Regions from separate parts of the Gossypium hirsutum genome. Here region 2 is linked to region 1. Evidence: chromatin contacts called from public Hi-C data. All regions are on one chromosome and are shown on one strand. Each heading gives the region's core, a stretch centred on a gene start, on an enhancer-like site or on the middle of the called end of the contact. The rest is flanking DNA. Distances are from core to core; before and after follow the strand shown. Region 1 holds the start of LOC107891834 (serine hydroxymethyltransferase, mitochondrial). Region 2 holds the start of LOC107913395 (kinesin-like protein KIN-14B).

The links. A called contact is a pair of places that touch in the nucleus more often than the background predicts.
Region 2: a Hi-C map of leaf shows a contact between it and region 1, with 3 times the contacts expected there. The contact joins the promoter of LOC107913395 here to the promoter of LOC107891834 in region 1. A contact is called at or near these places in 2 of 34 Hi-C or Micro-C datasets (both in leaf).

What each region holds. Positions count from the first base shown.
Region 1 is chrD11:31,095,095-31,102,588 of Gossypium_hirsutum_v2.1, reverse strand. LOC107891834 (serine hydroxymethyltransferase, mitochondrial) reads left to right here and starts at 4,701. Exons shown (of 15, transcript XM_041104035.1): 1 at 4,701-5,260; 2 at 5,346-5,396; 3 at 5,517-5,603; 4 at 5,910-6,031; 5 at 6,168-6,244; 6 at 6,397-6,521; 7 at 7,454-7,494. The coding sequence starts at 5,171.
Region 2 is chrD11:31,984,732-31,992,225 of Gossypium_hirsutum_v2.1, reverse strand. LOC107913395 (kinesin-like protein KIN-14B) reads right to left here and starts at 4,099. Exons shown (of 24, transcript XM_041104044.1): 1 at 3,624-4,099; 2 at 2,286-2,409; 3 at 1,334-1,420; 4 at 1,059-1,229; 5 at 805-911; 6 at 1-20. The coding sequence starts at 3,854.

The DNA.
Region 1 (7,494 bases), core at 3,452-5,951:
AAGACCTTTCCTCTACGTTTTCCACGCCCCCACCTGCGGACGATGAGGATGTTAGTCGTCGCCCAGGCCGTGAGCGTTGACCTCCGCGTAGGTATACCCCCCGGACAACACCATCGAACCATCAAATTTAGGTTTAATGCACTTTTTCCATAAATGCCATATTTGTATTTTAGTTATTGCTTACTTCTGAATTTTATGTTACAATTTAAATGGTAATGTTACAATTTGGATACAATTTAAGCGTAAGCATAAGCCGAATAAAAAAATCGATATAATCTTAAAATTACCTTTTATAACAATATACATAAAAATTTTGGGTCAGTAGCTCAATTTCGCCCCGATCCCGACGACTGTTCGACATGAAAGTTTCAGTTAGGGCATTTATTCCGGCTATGACCACTTAACCTAAATATTCCACAACGCTTTCCGTCAGATTTCTCCCTAATGTCCATCTCATTACTGATTCTGCTTGACTGCGGACGACCCCTTGCTTTCCTCCGTAGCCCTGCGTCTGGGAGAAGCTCAAAAGTGATCGGCGGTACCTCCCACGTAGATAGGTCCGGCAGGACGGGGAACTCATTCTCCCAGACACGCAATGTGCGCTCCAGCGTGTACACATTATCGACATATTGTTCAGCATCAAGGTTGACTTTAGCACACGCTGCCACGACATGTGCACAGGGATAATGAAGTGTTTCGGACTTTCTGCATTCGCACCGTCTGTTCTGGAGATCAACTCCGTAGAACCTAGTTCGACGACTGATGTTCTCAGTAACTCGAAACGTTTCCAGTCATCGTGAATATATTTCCACGTTCATTGACCTTGCCAACCGACGGTTTACGACCATTGCATCCCTCACATGTTCGATAAACACATGTCCCGCCTGAATCTGGTCGACTTGCTGCCCCCCATTCTTGGCATCAATGTAGCCAACCTGTAGAAAGTAGCAGAAAATACCGATGCAATCAGAAGATGACGTGTTTTCAACAAGACAGCGTTGATCCCCTCGACTAAGTTTGTGGTCATGTGGCCATAACGAAAGCCCTCGTCAAAACTTTAAGCCCACTGCCACGGCTCCATTGTGCGCAACCATTGCCGGAAAGATGTGTTTGTCTGCCCCTCCATGTCACTCTCAAGTCGGTTCATTCTTTGCCGGAAAATATGTGGCTTTAACTCGTACGCTGCATACGTATTAACGAAAAATAAGTTCTAGTAAGTCAATAATATCAAACATTACAACTTAGATTGAAAAGATAAGGTTATCATTTACCCATTGCCACGACTTGTCTCTTCCAGTCTGCATTTTTGTATTCTTTATGGAAGTTTGACGCAATGTGACGAATGCAGTAAACGGATCTCCATGGCACACCGGAACGCCTAATAGCTGCAATTAAACTCTTCCCTCTATCGGAGATGATGCAAATGTTATCGTTCCTAATAACATACCTCCGCAGATTTGTGAGGAAGAATTCCCGAGACTCCATGTTCTCTTTATCTACGATAGCAAATGCTATCGGGAGCACATTTCTGTTACCGTCTTGAGCAATTGTAAGAAGCAGTATCTGTGTATATTTTCCATACAACTAGGTCTCATCCACCTGCACAAGTGGCTTGTAGTGGGGAAATGCCCGCACACATGGATCGAACGTCCAGAACATCCGATGGAAAATCCTTTTTGCCGGCTGTAACTGCTCATCCGGGCCGTAATATGGACTTGTCTGCAACTCAATCACAGTCCCCGGTACGTACTCCCGCATAGCAGCTATCCAACCTTGAAGCTCGTTATACGATGAATCGTAATCCCCATACAGTTGCTCCATCGCCATCTGTTTAGCTACTCATGCCTTCCGATATGAAACTCGATACTGGAATCGTGCTTGCATTTTCGCAATGAGTACCGAAACTCTAATGGTCGGTATATCCTTCACCATTGGCATGATACACGTACAAATAGTTTTCGAATCAAGTTTTCCATGATCTTCTGTCATACGTGTTGATGTGCATATATGAGGACCAACAAATTTTCGTATATCCCACATCTGAGAACTTCTAATGAATGCGGCTCGTACCCGCCAATTGCAGCCTTCCGCTGCCTTCCAACACTCCCCAACATATATTGTCTGAGTAGAGACGGTGACTTTATAATCCACCGATATCTTCATGCTGTACCGTTTAATGGCATATACGCACTCTTCTTTACAGCTGAATCTCTGGCCTATGAATAACTCATCATCATCAGATGTTACGGCTAGCCCGTGAGAATGAACTATTTCAGGGTACTCCGGAAACTCAGATACATACGCTGTGTGTGGCTCAGGATTATTGTGTATCACAATACGCCGCATCTGCTCCCAGACCGAAGAAGCGTTAATGCCTTCATCATTGTTGACATCTTCAGCGTCAATATCATCAGGTACATCGTCCACATCGGGATCAGCGTCACTATCGACCTCTTCATCCCAATTATCGCCACCACATTCTTCTTCGTCGGCACCTTCTTCTTCGCCGGCACCTTCTTCTTCACCACCAACCATGTCAACATCGGTTGTACTATTCAGGTCAATACCGATCCCACCCATAGTTGATTCATTATCAACGTATGATATTGGAGCCACCATCCGCGGTTCTTCAGCCCCGTCTTCTTCATCAGATGCATTTTGCTCCATACCAACTAACTCAGCAAATAAGTGAATCGGTGCATTCTTCTCACTCCTATTCCCACAGTAGAGATTGACCATTGTCTCCAAGTCTTCGTCGTCTACAAGTTCCATTTCGACGAATTTGACCGGATTTGTCGAAACTGGAAACTTGTAGAAAATTTTTGATATCCTTCTCCCACAATGTCTATGGATTTTTGCATTAATCCTTGCCTTCATTTCATCGAACGATACATTTCTATTAAATCTCATTGCTATTTGTTGCTGACATTCAAATACGCATCCAACACTTGTTATCAATATGACTCCATCGAAATAAACGCATACAAGAAACTTAGCATCCATCTTCAATATTTAATCTGTCAAATAAAAAAAACAAAATCTCATAAAAAATCTTGAACGGTAACTGAATTACTTAAAAAAAATTATACTCAAAATAATACACAAAATAATACACACTAAAATTATTAATTTTACTAAAAATAATAACTAACTAACTAACTATAATAATAATACTAGTTTTTTACTAACTAGTTTATTTTCATAAATAAAAATAATAAGTAACCATAATAATAATACTAGTTTTCTTCTAACAATAATATTACTAAGTTACATCTTAATACATTAATAACATCTTAATACTAACAACAACAACAACAACAACAACAACAACAACAACAACAACAACAACAACAACAATAATACTAACTAATACTATTATTTTGAGTTTTATTAATCTTAATAACTAAATTAAAACAAAAAATATTACAAAATATACAAAATAATAACAACAATATAATCAATTATTTTTAAAAAAATACCTCTTTTTTCTCCTTTTTTTCTCTCTTTTTCTCTTCTTTTCCGCGCCAACTCTTCTTCTTCTTTTTTTTTCTTTTGATTTTTCTCTCTTCAGCTGGACAGAGGTCGTATTTATAATACGAGTGGTGCCGCTAATTAGTATGGCACCATTGGTGCCGCCAATGGTTTTGGCACCTTTGGTGCCGCCAATACCATTGGCGTGACAAGTTAATTGTCACATCGATCTGATTTTTTTAGTTTTTTTTATATATTTTGGTAAATAAAAAAATTTATATATTTTGGTAAATAAAAAAGTTATAATATTTTCGTAAATTTTTATTTTTTTTATAATATTATTGTAAAAAACCCATTTATGTTGCATGATTTGCATCAAATATGTATTATTTAATATCTATAAATTTATTTTTAAATTTAAATTAAAATAATTATTAAATAATAATCCACCTATCAGAATTATAAAAAGAGATTGCGTAAACTACATCCAAGGTTGTTAAATTATTAGTAACTGTACGTTTTGGTCACTAAATTTCAAAAACTTACAAAATGATCATTAAATTATTAGAAATTTTTTGTTTAAGTGGCTGAACTGTTCAAAATTTTTTATTTAAGTCACGGAGTTATTAAGTTTTTTTTTTAAAATTCGACTAATAAGCTCCAAGCAACAAATTGACAATCAGTAGGTAGATTAGTACTCATCAATGAGTAGAAAAATATATCATAGATCCAAATTGATTGACGGTTAGTGCTGAAAATCGAAGAAGAAAGGTTTTTGAATTTTGATTTGGAGTATCGTGACATTTAAAATTGTTTTATGAAAAAAAAAACTAAATGTAAAAGAGAAGAAGAAAGAGAGCTTTTGATTAGGACAAGAGATGTGAAAAGAGATGGTCATGTAACAACAATTTTAATAACCTAATGATTTAAATGAAGACTTTCAAATAATTTGATAATTATTTTGTAACATTTTAAAATTGTGTAACTATAAAATTTTACTGATAGTTGATTGATGATTTTGCCGAAAATTATTGTGTAAAACTAGATCTGTAATGGATGGTTAAACAAGAAGACAAAGGGGGGAAATCTAGAGTGCAGTGTAGGTGGCCATAAGCCCGCCTCGCCAGTACTCAGTTTGGGCCTAACGACATAGTTTGACATTTAACTGTACAAACCGACTAGGAGCCCAATGGTGTTCTAGATTTCTAAATTGTAAGGCTTTTTTGTCCAACTAACATTGGTATACAAAATTGTTGGCGAAAATGACAAAAGAGTTGTAGGAGAAACAGTCCAGACCTTCGGTGGCCAAATCCCTCTCTCTCAAATTTACGTTTGAGATATTTATCAGCTAATATGTATCTCTGTGGCTAAGAAAGGGAGAGTTTGGATAAGCCCTTCATGGCTTAGTTTTCTTCTCATCACCATCCCCCAATTCACCATCCTTACTCGTTAGAGACGCACAGCATTATTGCATTGAGACAAGGGACAGTGTCTTAGAATCAGAGATGCAACCAAAATAAAGCCAAGTCCCGAATATTTTAACCCACAAAATTAAAATAAAAATAGAAATCGTCATTCCATTTACAACCACCAATAGCTTACCCACACCCAATGCCACAAACAAGCTTTGCATATATGAATCACCTCCACTTCAACTAACTACCTTCTTCCACAACCCAAAACAAGAAGAAAAACAAAAATGGCCATGGCAATGGCGCTTCGACGACTCTCCTCTTCCATTGACAAGCCTCTCCGTCCTTTCTTCAATGCCCCTTCCCTCTATTACATGGTTTCTTCTTCTCTTTCATTTCTTCTTCTTCGGAATTTCTGCAATCATTTCCTTTTTAATCTGTTTTTTTAATTGGTGAGTGCAGTCGTCTTTGCCAAATGAAGCTGTGTACGAGAAGGAGAAACCTGGCGTCACTGTAAACTTCTTTTTTTAAAAGAATTCTAGTTTCAGTTTATTTAGTTTTAGATTGAAAATACTCTCTTTATTTCACTTTAACTATTCAATTAAAAATTTTTAAATCTTTCTTTCTATACAGTGGCCAAAGCAACTGAATGCTCCACTTGAAACCGTTGATCCTGAAATTGCTGACATCATCGAACTTGAAAAAGCGCGCCAATGGAAGGTACCTTCTTATCCAAGTTCCAACTTTTCAATTTCATTTCCTTCACATTTATATCATGTTAACTAATTTTTTTTCAAAGAAGAATTTCAATAATGATGCATAAAAGAATACTTTAAGAGTCATATTTGAATTTCATAGCAGATAATAGATAAATTAGGCTACTCTGTTGTAAACTGATTGATAAACTAAGATCACATGTACTGTTGATGATCAGGAAATACTTATTTAAGTGCATGAACATGCTAAAATTATAAAGTTTTTAAGATTTTTAAATTAAGTGAAATAAAACATGTTTGGTTTTCAAAGGGACTTGAACTCATTCCATCGGAGAACTTCACGTCGGTGTCAGTGATGCAAGCAGTTGGGTCTATCATGACCAACAAGTACAGTGAAGGGTATCCCGGTGCTAGATACTATGGAGGGAATGAGTAAGTTCATCTTTCTTCATGCTCTTTTTGATTCTACCAATTACCAATATATTGTTTTTGGGTGTTTGATTTGACCAGAATCAGTAAATTTATGTTATACTTGGATGCTTGAGTGATTTTAAGTTTCATGTTTTAGGTACATCGACATGGCAGAGATATTGTGTCAGAAGCGTGCTCTGGAAGCATTCAGGTTAGATCCTGAAAAATGGGGAGGTAAGAGATATGTCTAATTTTATTATGGCTATAAATTTAGTTACTTGTTGATGCTTCACGTTTTGGGAAGAGCTTTTGTTTCTGTTTTGAGCCTTATTAGCATTTGGTTGCTGACATGGTTTCTATGTTCATCGAACTTTGTTGTATGGCAGTGAATGTGCAGCCCCTTTCTGGTTCTCCTTCCAATTTTCAAGTTTACACTGCACTCTTAAAGCCTCATGACAGAATTATGGCACTTGATCTTCCCCATGGTGGTCATCTCTCTCATGGTTATCAGGTACTCCAAAATCCCATTGGTAATTTGGTTTCACTGACATGTTTTCGTTTACTTGCTGACGGTAATTAAGTACACTATGACTTTGCTAAAGCTTTTTTTTCTTTTTGAGTAACTTGTAGCATCACGATTCCTAGTGTTTGTTTTTTTATACAATGCCTAGAATTACCCATAGTTCCTCCCCAACCCTTAAAAAAGAGGATAATGCGCTTCAGCGCACCCAAACCCACGTTCTCTTGCACTGGCAACAATACCGATGCCAATTGAGCTAAGACTCAATCAGCAATTAAGTGTTAAAGCTATATTGCTAGATATTATTCTATTCAAACATCAGTTGGATCTGCCTCAGCCACTGCTGGAGTTACTTAAAAAGGATGGATGATTGTTCCCGAATGTCTTTTTCTTCTTATTTGGTTTTCTGAAAAATGGTGGACAGAGTTAAAAGATAGTAGTGATAATTAAGAAATTATGCCCCAATTTTGATTTCTTTCCATGCATTTGCATTGTTATTTCTGAGAACAGATACCTAGTACAAGTTTTAGAACACCAAGCTGGACAGTCAGCTTTACTCTCTCTCTGTCTCATTTAAACTTTTATGGTTCTCTTTCGAAGTCCCAGTCTCATGTAATATTCTCCGAGTTTTCTCCCGAAACAGATTGTCTAGTTGAGACCGTCACTCATATTTTGCCTGTTAGTTGAGATTTGAAGGTCTGCTTTTGAATCTTTCATCTCTTGTGCGGCAGTATGATAAAGCATGTAACATTCTTTCTCTTCTGGAAGTGTCACCTTATTGCCAATGTATTCACATCTCTATACTCTGATGCTTAAGTGGATTTAAATGACTGAAAGCAGTTCCTTAAGAACTCTTCTTGTTTGTATCAGTATTTTTCTGGTTGCAGCTTTAAACTTACATGGTTTCATTTGTGATTGCTTAGACGGACACCAAAAAGATATCTGCTGTGTCCATATTTTTTGA
Region 2 (7,494 bases), core at 2,850-5,349, 890 kb before region 1:
CGATCATGGTTAGATCCCTCCTGAGATAAATAAAGCCAAAACAAGGCTAATATTAGCATATGAAAGGCCATGAATAGACATAAAATTCCCATTTAATAAGGTGCTTCTCTAATAAAGGTGAACAACTCTTGACAGGAATCATTTAGTTTGAAAGAAAAAAAATAGCAATACAGATTAAAAAAAGGATACAAGGCTATCATATAAATAATGATGAATCATCGATCCGTCAAAAGTAATCACTAGTCATTCTATATACAAAGAAATAAGCCAAATGCAGCAAAGTCTCGATATAAGAAAATTGAAAAGTAGAAGCAATTGATATATTTGAGAGGCCTAGAAAGGCATAATACAGACTAAAATAATTAAAGACATATCATATCAATGATGAATCATCAAACCGTCTAAAGTAATCACTAGTCATTCTAATTATACAGACAGACAAGCCAAATGCAGCAAAGTCCCAATACAAGAAAAATTGAAAGAAGTACAAGCAGTTGACAGATTTAAGAGGCCTAAAAAGGCATAACTAGTGATACAAGATGCTCCATTGGAGGAAGTGAGAGCCACTAGTGGCAAACATGAATATCTTAACCATCAAACTAATGTATCAAACATATTTATAAGAAAAAAAATTAAAAATAATAAGAGAGAGAGAGATTATCTAATAAGATGGTAATTCGCCATTTTATCCCAAGTAAATGCATAGCAATTCTAGTTTTGATCTTATAGATAGATACATAGACATAGTGCAAGAGCACATGCACATATGACACACATGTAGAGAGAGAAATAGAGGGAAACAACCATGGTGTGTGTCTTTCCTGACTGAGTTTGTCCGTAAGCAAATATGGAAATATTATATCCATCCAAGGCTGATTGCACAAATGGTTGAACATCACTGAACAGCTCAGCTACAGAGAAACATATGTCATTATACTCTTGTTTTAACTAACATGTATAACCACTACCAGCAATAAAAAAGTAAATTAGATATTTTGACAGTCACAAATTCTGGTCAATTCCTTCTTTCTTAAATTAATAAAAGAAACGGTACTAACCTTGTCCAACATGAGGCCCATAAACCCTGTCAAATTCAAAATCTTTTTTGGGGTTGGCAATTGTATCATCACCGGTATTTATACGAATAGTACACTCATCAGGAAATTCAACAACTGAAGGACCTTCATCTTCAAAAAGTGGTCTTGTCCGACAAAATAACTTTATGTTTCCTGAAAAAAGAATCTCATTTCTCAAAGAAAAGTACTATCATCATGACATGAAAAACAGATAGAAATAATACATGCTAGTTGGAAAGTACAAAGTTGGAAAGTACCTTTGGCTGTCAATAAGTCATTAAACAACCTTTTCTTCTCATTGACCAACGGAGATATTCTAGCCTCACTTTCAAGGGCAAATTGATCTGCCATTTATATTTAGAGACAATTTATAACCATCAATAGAAGTAATAGAACTCAGCAACAACAAAATCTTGAAATGAAGGGGCAATAGTGTAACCATTTGGAGTATACAGGTATTTTATCAATTTGCAGTAATTTATATTTTTAAGATATGATGCTCTTTACTTTGCTTTCCCACCTTTCTTTTATTGTCAAATAGAATACAAATTCTTGAATGATCTTATCAAACAAAAAAAATTGAAGACAAACCTAACAAAACAAAATCACACCATTCACCATCAAATGCATAAAATTGTGGATAAACAGGAGACCCTCATAATGCTTTGGTTGATTACCATATCCATATTACCAAACATTTATGACGTTACCACATTTTAGCTTCCCTAGTGGTTATATTTCCATGCTTCAGCAGCAAACTTCCAATAAAAGGCATTAAAACAAGGGTGACACAACTCCTGCAACATGCATAAAGGAAATAAAGAATTTATTTTCTTTATCCTTTTTACTGTTTTTAACCAAACAACTAATTTCTTTTGCTCTCCTTATTTCTTCTTAGTGCTTCTTTTAAAAGCATTTTTGGATCCCCTTTGTTCTTTTTGGACAAGGGGTCAACATAAAGCACTTTTAACTTTTTTCTTTAAATTTTTATCTCAAAATTCATCTCATGAGCACAAAATCATAGGCAACAGGAAAAAATAGCACAATGTTTCTTCTAAAAATTACAAGGTGATTACAAATAAACCAAACCCCGGAGAAGAATCTTTGGAATATACCATTAGACATGCAAACCAAGCACTAAAATAGCTGAAGCATAAGGAATTCATGAACGTAACCCAAACAAACTGCCACTAAACCTTAATATATTACCTAGTTTACGAGTTTTATCAGCAAGAACACCTAGGTAACGTGTAAGTCGATCGAGTTTAGCATTTGAATATTCCTGCAGATCATTAACTTCCTGTCGCAACTCCAAGTAGTCTTCTTTTGCAAGCTGCCAAATTAATGTAATAAAAAAATGCATCAAACACAAGACACTACAATGATAAAACCCAGAATGCTTACTAAATTACTATAGTGAGCCAAAACAATTTTTGCTTTAGTCCCACCCCAAAAAAGCTTCTAACATCAAAGACATCATATGTTACCAATCATTATTTCAGACTTCAGAAAATACCAGAGAAATTAAGGATTTCCAAAACTGTTCTTTCATAAAGCTTGAATGCATATGACAAGAGTCAAAATTATTCACTCAAAATTTCGTAATCAACTTCAACCCAAGCAATCACCTAATCCATATGCTATCTTTTCAGACCAAGGAGATACAACAAAACTTAGGTAATAATATAGAAGCTCATTTATTAATAGAATCAAAGACAAGTATCACATCCGAAAACCAGAGCACAGATCCCTTAATGGCTTCCCAAGAAAAATAAGCCAGACCTTGGAGTATATTAACATTAGATTAATTGACTTTTGAATTGTCAGCCAGCTATTTCATTTGCTATTCTCAAGCCACTGTTTGGTAATGGCTCGTGTTGTTGTCCCTCAAGATCAGCACATGCATTATGTCAAAGATTCATTATCAGTATTAGAAGTTTTCCACAGAACTATCATAAAATTGCCATATAGGATAGGAGGGGAAAACTTTTCTTTTCATCCAAATACTGGGCAACAAAGTCCACTCAAATATCATAAAAAGGGGCATCCCAATCGACATTTGACACAATGCACAATCTTACAACAGTTGAAACCAACACAATTTGGATCATCAAGAAGGATCCGAAGCTTGTGTAGCAAGAATGCGACCAGTATTAAACATTCTCAACTAACTGAGTTTTCTGCATGAACAGCAATTCACATTCCAGAAACTGATGACCAAGTTGTGGTTCATCAAATCCAAATTCTAATTTGCCATTAAAATTTTATACAGTTTTGAGCTCCTCCATTGAATTTGGATCAATTTCCCAGCAAACCTAATCTTCCAGAAAATGACATTAAAAAAGCATATTCTAGTTGTATTTGTTAAAATTTATAGATTAAAACAAACTACTCAAAAACACTGCATGTTAATTCCTAAAAACGGAGCTTAGTTAAAATCACATTGATAGACTAAAGCGACTTCTTCAACTCCATCGGAACAAGTTACCAGCTAAAACACTAATCACTCGAAAACTTTGACAATCCGAAGCCGATTCACACCGTTACCTTAACTTTATCCTTCAATCGGAGCACCTTAGAAGCCAAAGCCTGCTTAGAAAATTCCGAAGAAAACGGCGAAGCCAACGAGGAGGCAGCCGAGATCGAGTACCGTCGCATCAACGGCGCAACACTGGCCCTAGGTAGGTCCTCCGGAGACGACGGCGACGTCCGCCGTGGCTCGAAGCCACTCACCTCCCAGTTCCACCGGTTATTGTTGCTACTCTTCTGCTCCCCCATCGCCCCAAACAAATTGGGGAAAAAATGAATAAAAGCTCAAAAAAATAATATCCAAAAAGAGGCAGGGGTTTTTCAAAATCTAGTGGTAGTAGTAGCAGTAATGTAAATGCTGCGTTCCCGATGAGCTATGTTTGGCTCATTTTAATTTTAATTTTAATTTTAATTTTTCAATTTTATTTTTAATTTTTCCCTCTTTGGGGATTATAAACGAGGGGATGGGGGAAACGGGTGGGACTGGGCGTAAAACGTAGTCATTTTCCAAACTTTATGAAGGGAACAATTATGTGGGACAATTTCAGACGCAATCAAATGTGCGTTTGGAAATGGTTCGGAAATCGCTCTCACGCACCACAGACTGTTTGTTTTTCTTTTAAATAGAGAGGGAGCGTGTGATTTCTTATGCTTCAGCGTGTCCAAACATCTGTTCATAAATGTGTTGGATCAACATTTAACTCAATTTTGTATTGGTTTTAATTTTTTGTCCAATCCAAATTTCTGCCCCCTCCCTTCCACATTTTTATTATTATATTTATTTTGAAATCTATAATATACATAACGGATCAATTAATGTTATCCATCTTGTTAAATAATTAAATAACAATTGAGCTTTTTAAAAAGTAAAACCAATAATATAAATTCATCATCCATCAAAAATAAATTATTTTTTTATAAAAACATATCCTTAAATCAATTGTGAGAAGTATTATCATATATCAAATTTAAATATTACCTGAATTTTTTAAAATAAATAAATAAATCACACGATGATGAATTAGGTATGGTTAATCCAAAACTTTTGAAAGACGGATAAATTTGATCTACGGACAACACAAGAAAACTGCCTGTGAATTGTTTGTTCTTTATCCCAAAATTTGAAAGCTTTTTATAAGTTATTTGTGGTTGGGTCATGGGTGAGTTTATTGAGAGCAAAATTATGTGTGTTTGCAGGATGAGCTGGCAAAAACATGTTTCTATGATTTTCTTTTTTTTAATTTGTTGGCAGGCTTTGTTCCTTTTGGATATGGCAAAACCCGCCTCACCCTTTCAAACATTCCTATTTACCCAAAAAAAAACACTGAAAGGCTAATTTTCTTTATAGCATGCATTTGAAATCAGATTTTATCAACTTTTCTTTTCTTTTTTTTTTTGGGGTACAAAGAATTTATTAGTTTCTTATTAAAGAATTAAAAAGGCTGTGATAAAATAATAAAAAGGGATGGGTGGCACCATCTTTTGAAATGATGATGAACATCATCATATTTTGAGTGTAGATGCAGACATTTTATTTTTCTATAAATGATTTCTTAGTTTCTGACGTATTGCTTTTCTTACTATCATTGCAATACCAAGTAGCTTTTTCATAAGTTTTCTTAACATGAATTACAAATCTCTTTTTCCATCTCTGTGAAATCTTCTATGGTTGTTGATTCTCTCGGTGATCTCTTTCTTATTTATAATCACCTCTCTTTTGATTTTCCATTTAAACTCTAATGTCACGTTTGATTAAAGTAATATATTTTTACATGTTTTAGTTATTGGTTAATTGTAAACTTTTTCTTCATCTTATTACACTAGTAACAATTAACCAAACATAGCATAAGTCACTTTCTAGTTTTTCAACATATTTCCGTTCCATTCTCTTATTTTGCTAGTTTGCATTGCTCTAGATAACGATAACAAGGATGTTGTGAATGATATTGTGAGCAAAAACCTTAAAAATAAACTCATCGTGATTTATCTAAAGGCAAATGCCAAAATCGATGATTGAGTCAGGAAACTCTATCAAGTAAAAAAAGTAGTTCCGAATAAAGAAGTTAGAACGAGACCAATGATGATTCTAAAGAATGTGTGGCTCTTTGAGGGTCTTTTTGAGGTTCATGATTTCGAATGAAACATACTCGTATTCATTTTCAAAAAAAAAAGGGATAATAAAATTTTTTTGTGCTTTACTCCTTCGTCTTTCATGGATTGTCACTTGATCCTAGAGAGTGGTAGAACGGAGATAACAAAGAAGATATTGACTTTTCAACTTTTGAGTCCTAGGTATAAATCCACAAGGTACCTATCTAGCAAAGGATCAAGGAAAAATTACTAAAGATTAGAAGATATTCTTCAAAGTTACAATAGTGGATTTCAAAACTAATAAGGATAATTTCAACTGAAACGAGATTATGAGATTAAAGGTGGTGCTTAAGGTTAATGACCCTCTACCTAAAGGCTTCAAGTTATGGAAATTTGTAACACCCCTCACCTGTTCCGGCATTCGATACAGATGGGAGATGCCACCAAAACACATACATAGTGATAATTTCAAAAATATTTAACAATTTAAACTTTGAAACAATTTGAATATAATCATAAAATTGGGATAAAATCATTTTGAAACCCGTAAAACATCCTAACATCATTTACAAAAGATTCAGAAATGTCCATGACCCAAAATGAGTCTCCAAGAGTCAAAACGAGCTAGTGCAGTTGGCTTAACTAGGGATAGAGGTATTGGTACCTCTGGAATATCGATACTTCTCCCTGAAACTATTCATTTTTTTTCTCATTGACTTGGATGTTTTGATGACTAAAAATTCAAATTTAAAACACCTCAAACACATACTAAAACACCTCCTAACAAGGTAACCCCAAAACACACTTAAAAGGTCACATGAAATCATCTAAGACTCAATCTCAATACATGTTCTACTGGAACCACTCTCACATATCATCAAGGTAAGTATTAAAGACATATTAGGACCTCATGAATGCATCCAAAATAAGTTTAGTAATAATTCATTTACTAGCTCAAGTAAAAATGAGAAAATGCATACATAAACAAAAGTTCGTACAATTACGAAAGTTTAAGTTGATCAAATGAGACTCCAAACTTAGTAACTAAACATTCAAATACTTAATTAGGTAATGAAATATGAAATTAGCATATATACAAAGGATTGACACCTTAAGTACATGCCACAAATTACATATATGTTAATTTCAGACTCTCAAAAGTTTTGTTGATGGTGTGATGATTCGATGGTCAAGTTGGGCTTTACAAATCCAAAATCAATATCTATGCATAAAGATAATGGTGCATAAGCATAAATGCTTAGTAAATGAAAATTACCATACTTACTTTTCCCCTTTTTAACATAGCTAACCAAGTTAATGATAAACTCAAAGGACAAGTTGAACAAAATGATAAATAACATGATAAAATTATAGCAAATGGATAAACATACTTAGACATACATGTTCATATCCATAAGTGAAATCAAATGAACTTTTGTTTACTTAAACATGAGTTATCAAACGTATGACAAAGTTCATAAATCTTATAAGGTTACCTCTTTTAACTATAAACAAATCCACGATTTCATTCTTATAGTCATTCACCGGATTTAGTTCTTTTTTTTAATTTTAGCCTTTCGTAACCTTAGTAAAATGGAACTCGGGCACTTGAGAATTCCATCATAACACAACCAAATGTATGTTGTGTTATGTGTGTATTTTATTCCAACACAACTAGAGATATAGCATTAGTAGTGCTCCAATAAAACACAACTAAGGTTCTCAAAGAGAATGTTCCTATTACCCCCATAAGGATGCCAAGTATTGATAATGATAGAATCTGTGGTTTTAAAACTGT